Linked DNA regions of Capra hircus: region 1 is linked to region 2. A link is a contact called in public Hi-C data. All regions are on one chromosome and are shown on one strand. The core of a region is the stretch at or near the end of the contact, and the rest is flanking DNA. Distances in the headings are between cores, read along the strand shown.

The links. Hi-C and Micro-C count contacts between places; a contact is called where the count stands out from the background.
Region 1: a Hi-C map of blood shows a contact between it and region 2, with 2.9 times the contacts expected there. The contact joins the enhancer-like site here to the promoter of ELANE in region 2. A contact is called at or near these places in 3 of 5 Hi-C or Micro-C datasets (all in blood).

Annotation. Positions count from the first base shown.
Region 1 is chr7:67,136,624-67,140,426 of ARS1.2, forward strand. No RefSeq gene overlaps it. Among named protein-coding and RNA genes, the nearest start is that of MISP, 18 kb to the right of the region's middle. Within about 2 kb of position 2,023, at least 1 of the 5 cell types and tissues checked has an H3K27ac peak or open chromatin away from gene starts, as enhancers often do.
Region 2 is chr7:67,070,138-67,073,493 of ARS1.2, forward strand. It overlaps ELANE (neutrophil elastase), which reads right to left and starts at 1,455. Exons shown (of 5, transcript XM_018050498.1): 1 at 1,342-1,455; 2 at 877-1,033; 3 at 551-692. The coding sequence starts at 1,408.

The sequences.
Region 1 (3,803 bases), core at 773-3,272, 67 kb after region 2:
AATTTTTAAAAATTATTTAAAAATATTATTTCTTTTTCGCCGTGCTGGGTCTTCATGGCTGTGCTCAGGCTTTCTCTAGTTGTTGGGAGCAGGGGCTACTCTCTAGCTGCGGTGCTCAGGCTTCTCCTGTTGTAGCTCGTGGGCTGTAGGCGCATGGGTTTAGTTGCCCCTTGGCATGTGGGATCCTAGTTCTTGACCAGAGATTGAACCCGTGTCCCCAGCGGATTCTTAACCCTGGACCACCAGGTAAGTCCCACACATGATAACTTGTACCATTTTACAGATGAGGAATCTGCAGCTCAGAATAGCTGAGCCACACAGCTAGGGCAACTCCAGACCCCCAGGCCTCTGCCTCTCCATGGCTGTGTTAATTCCTGCCTCGTCCACTAGACACTGGATACAGGGCTGGATGATGGTATGGCCCATATGAGGAGACTGAGGGTAAGAGAATAGACCAGGCCGGGGGACCCACAGTCAGTCAGGGGCAGGAAGAGTCTTCATCAGTTCAAAGCCACCTCCTGAGCCATTTGCCTCCCTTGGTGGGTGCTTTGTTTTATAAGAAGCTCCCAGTGGAGAAATCAAACACTTGTCCATGGCAGGTGGGATGTAAAACGGTACAGCTGCAGTGGAAAATAGTCCATAGTTCCTCAAAAAGTTAAAAAAAAAACAACGTACCTTATGATTTAGCAGTTCTACTTCTAGGTATATGTCTAAAGGAAACGAAACACCGAGAGCTGGGCCTTGTATCCCACAAAGCCGTGCCCAGATCCCCTGAAGTCCTTCGAAAGGGCTGACTGGCATCTGCCAACATCCTGGGTGTTAATTTCAGCAGCAAAGCCCCCAGAGCCTTGGTGACACTGTCACACCAGGACCACCCGCCCACTCTTCAAAGGAGGAAACTGAGGCTCAGAGTGGGTGAGCTGCTGCTGCTGCTAGGTTGCTTCAGTTGTGTCCAACTCTGTGTGACCCCATAGACGGCAGCCCACCAGGCTCCCCCGTCCCTGGAATTCTCCAGGCAAGAACACTGGAGTGGGTTGCCATTTTCTTTTCCAATGCATAAAAGTGAGAAGTGAAAGTGAGGTCGTGTCTGACTCTTAGGGACCCCATGGACTGCAGCCTACCAGGCTCCTCCATCCATGGGATTTTCCAGGCAAGAGTATTGGAGTGGGGTGCCATTGCCTTCTCTAGTGGGTCAGCAAGGGGCCCAAAGAGACCAGCTTAGCTGGAGGGAATCTAGGCTGAAGCTCACGCCTGGGGGTCACGGGTCAGAGCTCCTCTTTCCTCGCAGCTTCCAGAGCCACCCGAGTCTGTGCCTGGAACCAGTACTGGTCACCTGGACTCCGTCAGGACTGGCCCCAGGGGCTTATGCCACTGGTGGCCCCACTGTCCAGCCTCCACCTCCCCCGCAGTTCCCCCCACCCGGGTAAACAGGCAGGGGGACACCAAGCTAGGCGACACCCCAGGAAGCCCTATCCTCCAGGGTTTCAGCCGGTGGACACTTATTCAGCACCGTGTGCCAGGCCCCCGGGATGGGCTCTCCACCAGGTGGCTGCATCCTGCCCCATGAGGTTGGCGTGCAGGGGGCCTGCGCCCTGAGAGGGGCTCAACCCTGCCCCACCTTCGGCCAGTGACCGCCGGACACGCCCCCAGGGGCCGCGCAGGCTGACACCCAGGCTGCACGCCGGGTCCTGCCGGCTTCCCTCTGCGCCTGGGCATACTAGCCTGTTCCCGCCTCACAAGCTCAGGTTGTTCAGTAAGTTCAGTCGCTCAGTACATACAGAGCAAATACCACATGGCGGGGAGGAGCATTTGAGGACGCGCATACCTGTTGGAGGTCCTGACACCTGCAAAGGCGCCAGGGTAGGTGTGTTGGAAGAGGAGCAAGGAGATCCAAGTGGGTAGAGGGCGGAGCAGGCTATGAGGGCCCCGGGGCGCGGAAGGCTGGACTCCCACCCCCAGGGACGCGGGAGCCCCCAGGTCGCGGGGCAGAGTAGGGACGCGCCCGGCCTGCTGCTCACGCGCCCTCTGGGGGCTACAGGGAGAACAGACAGCGGAGAGGACTGCGGGGGGTCCCAGAGGGGTGGGGTGGGGTCGGGTGAAGAATGATGGACGGATGATGCGGGGATGGTGGGAGGGGTGCCGGGATCCAGCCTGGGTGGGGGTCGTAGGGGGCGAGCAGGGGTGCGTTCTGTTTCCAAGGACTATAAAGACCACGATGATTTAGAAGGGTTTCCCTAAGCACACACAAAGGTGAGCTGCTATGATTTCTTGTTGCTGGTCTGACAGCACTTGGAGGCTTGCATGAATGAAGGAAGGAAGGACTTGGAGACAGTGCTGTCAGTGGACTTTGGCCTCTGGCCACTGGGAGCCCCAGAAGGTTGTGGAGAGAGAGCAGAGTGCACGAGGTCTCTCTCCAAAGCTCCCCGCCACGCCCTACTCTGCCTCCCTCCGAATCCTGCGTGACAAAGTGCGCACGGTGGGCACCTGTCCAGCGAGCCCCCCAAATATTACCTCAAGGTGTCTAGAATTCTCTGGAGACGCCAGAGGCTCTTTGCCAAATGGACTTTCTATCCAGACACTGCAGGTCCCCAGCAGGAAACCAAGGAAGGAAATGCAATTTGCAGGGGCAAGACTGTGGACAAAAGCATAAATTCTGTTTGGAGTAGAAATGAAACTTACGTATTTAAGCCTAAAATAATGGCATTTTAATATACCTACCTTTCTTCTTTTTTTTGGGGGGGGAGCTTTTTTTCAACTACTTTGTTCTGGGAAAAATTAATAGATTTTTTAAATACATAAAATCACATCTAGAAGGCAAATAGTTTCCTCTAACATCGCTCAGTGCTGCTGCCTCCACTCTGCCCTACTCCTTCTTACCTTCACCAGCCTAGGGGGTTCTCTGGGTTGTGGTGGAGAATAGGGACAGGGTGGGTGTGGTGGTGGGGATGCTGCATTTTCTCCAGTCTGGGCCCTCAAGATGTTCTGGGAAAACGCCAGTCAATTTGAGGAGTAGGGAGGCAGCTTTCTCATGCTGGATGAGAACTGGTGCTGCTTGTTCAGTCGCTCAGTTGTGTCTGACCTCATTGACTGTAGCACTCCAGGCTTCCCTGTCCATCACCAACTCCCAGAGCTTGCTCAAACTCACATCCATTGGCTCGGTGATGCCATCCAACCATCTTATTCTCTGTCACCCCCTCTCTTCCTGCCTTCAATCTTTCCCAGCATCAGGGTCTTTTCCAATGAGTCGTGGTCAAAATATTGGAACTTCTACTTGAGCATCATCAGTCCTTCCAGTGAATATTCAGGGTTCATTTGATTTAGGTGCTACTTAGTTAATGTTTTGCTGCCCTCTGGTGGTAGCATACATTTGCTCCCTTCAGCCTCGATCCTGGAAGTTGCATCTGAGTCCCTGATTGGTGAGGATTCCTTTATTTACTTGGTCAGTAGCAACAAGAGCCAGCATTTATGCAGCCCTGATTGTGTGTCAGCTGCCTGGTAACCCTCATAACCACCCACCTATGGAGGGGTCAGCAAGACTACTTCTTGAAAGCATTAGTCGTTCAGTTGTGTCCGACTCTCTGTGACCTACCAGGCTCCTTTGTCCATGGGATTCTCCAGGCAAGAATACTGAAGTGGGTTGCCATTCCCTTCTCCAGGGGATCCTCCCAACCCAGGGATCAAACCCAGGTCTCCCACATTGGCAGGCAGATTCTTTACTATCTGAGGCACCAGGGTCTCCTTATAGATGAGGAAACTGAGGCTGGCAGAGCTGGGTCTTGAATCTGGGGCTCTCAGAGGTGAAG
Region 2 (3,356 bases), core at 205-2,704:
GTTGCAGCATGTGGGATCTAGTTTCCCAACCAGGGATTGAACCTGGGTCCCCTGAATTTGGGAGTGCAGAGTCTTAGCCCCTGGACCACCAGGGAAGTCCCTGAATGTGTCTTGAGTGCAGTAAACAGTAGGTGTCCAACAGAACAAACCGTGGGCTACACCAACGACCATAAAGCCCTTGTTCTAGAACATTCTCAGAGAATAATCATAGCTGTGCAAGCAGAGGGGAAAGGTAGGTTTCTGCCTCCAGACTCCCACCCGCCGAATGTAGGTAATTTTGCCCCATTTCCCAAAGAGGGAGGCCGTCAGTGCCCACTGCCAGGAAAGTCAGCTGCTCAGAACTTCTGGCTGTCTTATCTAATCTCTGGCAGCGCTGCGGGGTGCGGGGGTGTACTTCTCCATTTCACAGCGGGGTGACTGAAGCACCAGGATTAGGGGGGACATCAGGTCTGCCCCCGCCCGCCGCACCCCCCCAGTCTCCTGCCCCTCCCCCCCTCCCCAAGCCCCTCAGGACGCTGCACCTGCCCTGCCCGCCCCGCCCCCCGCGCACCTGGAGAACCACGACGTCGTTCTGCAGGCTCAAGGGGTCGAAGCCGTTTTCAAAGACCCTCTGGACCCTGAACATCTGCCGGGTTCGCTCCCGCCGCCGCAGATTATGCGCCCCCAGCACCACGCGCACCGATCGAAAGTTCCTGGGGTCGCGGGCGGACAGGAGGTGATGGGGGGGTCCCCGGGATCGGAAGCGGCGGAGAGACCCCGATGGGGCGCAGGGGGACCCTGCAAACCCTCGCGCTTTTGCCGGAAGCCCCCACCCTGGGCCGGCCCCACGCCCCTCGCGCCGGGACTCTCGATGTGTGCGCCCGCGGAGACACTCACACGCCGTTCAGACAATGCGCTGCCGACAGCACGAAGTTGCGCGCGATGAGGGTGGCGCCGCAGAAGTGGCCTCCGCGCAGCTGCAGCGAAGCTATGAAGGGCCAGGCGTGCGGCCGGGCCGCCCGGCCCCCCACTATCTCCGAGGCCAGCGCGGGGCCTGGGGGCAAGGGCGGGGGTGGGGCGGTAAGCAGAGGAGGAACCCCCGACCCCTGGAACCCCCAGCAGGACCCCGCAGGGTTGGGCTCTTCTATTGCTTGTCACCCAGAGAGGGGAGGGGGCGTGTACGGTCCTCCTGCCCCGGCGCAGCCAGACCTGAAGTCCCCACAGGGTGCAGGGTGTACCCCCCTTCACCCTCACCACTCAGAACCTCAGTCTCCTCATCCCATGAGGATGGGGGGTGCAGCAGGGTCCAGGGTGAGTGGAGAGGGGGAGCAGAAGACCAGGTACAGACTCGACCCCACTCACCCCCCAGCAGCAGGGCCAGCAGGATGGGGGCCAGGGCAGGGCTGAAGTGTCTGCAGCTTTGGGTCATGGTCGGTTGGGGGCTCCAGGGTTTCTGCCCTCTGTGCCCACCTGTCCCTCTTATAGTCCCCACGCCGAGAGGCAGTTGCAGTTGCCCCACGGCGGGGCCAGGTGCCCCTACTTCCTCTCCCCATCCAGGGGATGGGGGACCGCCGACTGGGTGATGGGAAGAACAGTTGGGGAAGGAACTGTGCAAGTGACCAGGAGGGTCACCAGTTCAAACTCAGGGTGCATGATTAAACCCTAATGTCAGATAGACATCTTTTTAACATAAGTGTATCCCACATATAAGCATGGGATGTAGTTATGAACAAAGTTTATCCAACATTCAAAGTTAGCAGGGTGTCCTGTGTAAGTGAAGTGAAAGTTAGTCGCACAGTTGTGTCCGGCTCTGCAATCCCATGAACTATAGCCCCCCAGGCTCCTCTGTCCCTGGAATTTTCCAGGCAATAATCCTGGAGAGGGTTGCCATTTCCTTCTCCAGGGGATCTTCCTGACTCAGGGATCGAACCTGGGTCTCCTGCACTGCAGGCAAATTCTTTACCACCTGAGCCACTAGGGAAGCCAATATTCCTTACATGTAGTTATGTACAAAGTTAGTTTATCTGACATTCAGAGTTAGCAGGACATCCTGTATTTTTGCTAAATGTGGTCATACATGCATGCATGCTAAGTTGCTCAGTTGTGTCCAACTCTTGGCGACCCCATGGACTGTAGCCTGCCCAGCTCCTCTGTCCATGGGATTCTCCAGGCAAGAATACTGGTCACTCTGGCCCAGAGGAATTGTTTGGGATGCCACGTGCCTCAGTTTCACCAGGGCTCCCTGATAACAGCAATCATGTGCACCCAGCTCTGTCCTAATATTTTGCAGGCATGGCAGGGTCTCCATATCAGCCACCTGCCCAGTTGACATGGTTGGGGGACCTGGGCTTTGAATCCAAAATTCACAGCTAGAGGAGGGCTTGCTGACTTCCTTGGCTTTGAATGTCCCTCTGGGAGCCTGGACTTCCAACCTGTCTTTGGTTGCTCCTTCTAACAAGGAACTCACTCCTACCCAGGATTCAGTCAGTCTCTGGGGGCCCTCCGAGGTTCTGGGAAGGAGCCTCTCCCAAACCATCCCACCCTTGCCCCTCTGAACTCTGAAACCCCTTCCAGCCGGAGCCAGAGGAGAGAATTCCCTCCTGGGCCTGGAGGATGGACCATGGATCTCCATCCAAGTTTGAGAGCTTTGGTATGGACCTTGGAAGAGCTCAAGCTGGATGAGGGAGATAGGGTCCCCCAGGGCCAATCCCCAGCCCCATGGCGCCCGTTCTCCTCCCCCCACCCAACTCCCAACCCCAGCTGCTCCAGCTGCAACGGCCGTAGCCAAGGCTGTCGCAAGAAGCAACGTTCTCCTGGCTTGGAGCAAGGCTTGGGGCGGGAACTAACGGATCCATCTGAGGAAGAGGTGGGCGGGGGCACCCAGGGACACCCAGAGCCCAGCTGGGATGGGAGTCCAGTTTGTCCCTGGGTCCCCTCACCTCTGGTGTGTGGCCATAGGCAAGTCAACCCCCATCTCTTCCCTCTTGGCAGGCTCCCCACTTTGTTGAGTTAAAGCTACCATAGAGCACTTGGTAAGCACCTGCTGTATACATAACCCAGTTTCCAGCGGGGGTGGGGAGAATGGAGGAGGCTGTGCCTCAGGTAGGGAGACCAGATTTAAACAAAATTGGATCTTTTGAGGACCACCTGCATGCTACATCCTCACAGGTCACGATGGCTAAACTTTTGGACTCCAGGGGACTTGCCCTCTGTGACATTAGGCCCTCTCCAAGGCTCAGTTTCCTCATCTGTAAAATGGAAGCCGTAGGTTCCCATCTCTTGAGATTGTCCCACGGCTTAAATGAATGAACTTGTGTGAAGTTCTTAGATAAGAAAGTGCCGTCCTTGAGGGTTTGTTAACCATTAACCCTCTCCCA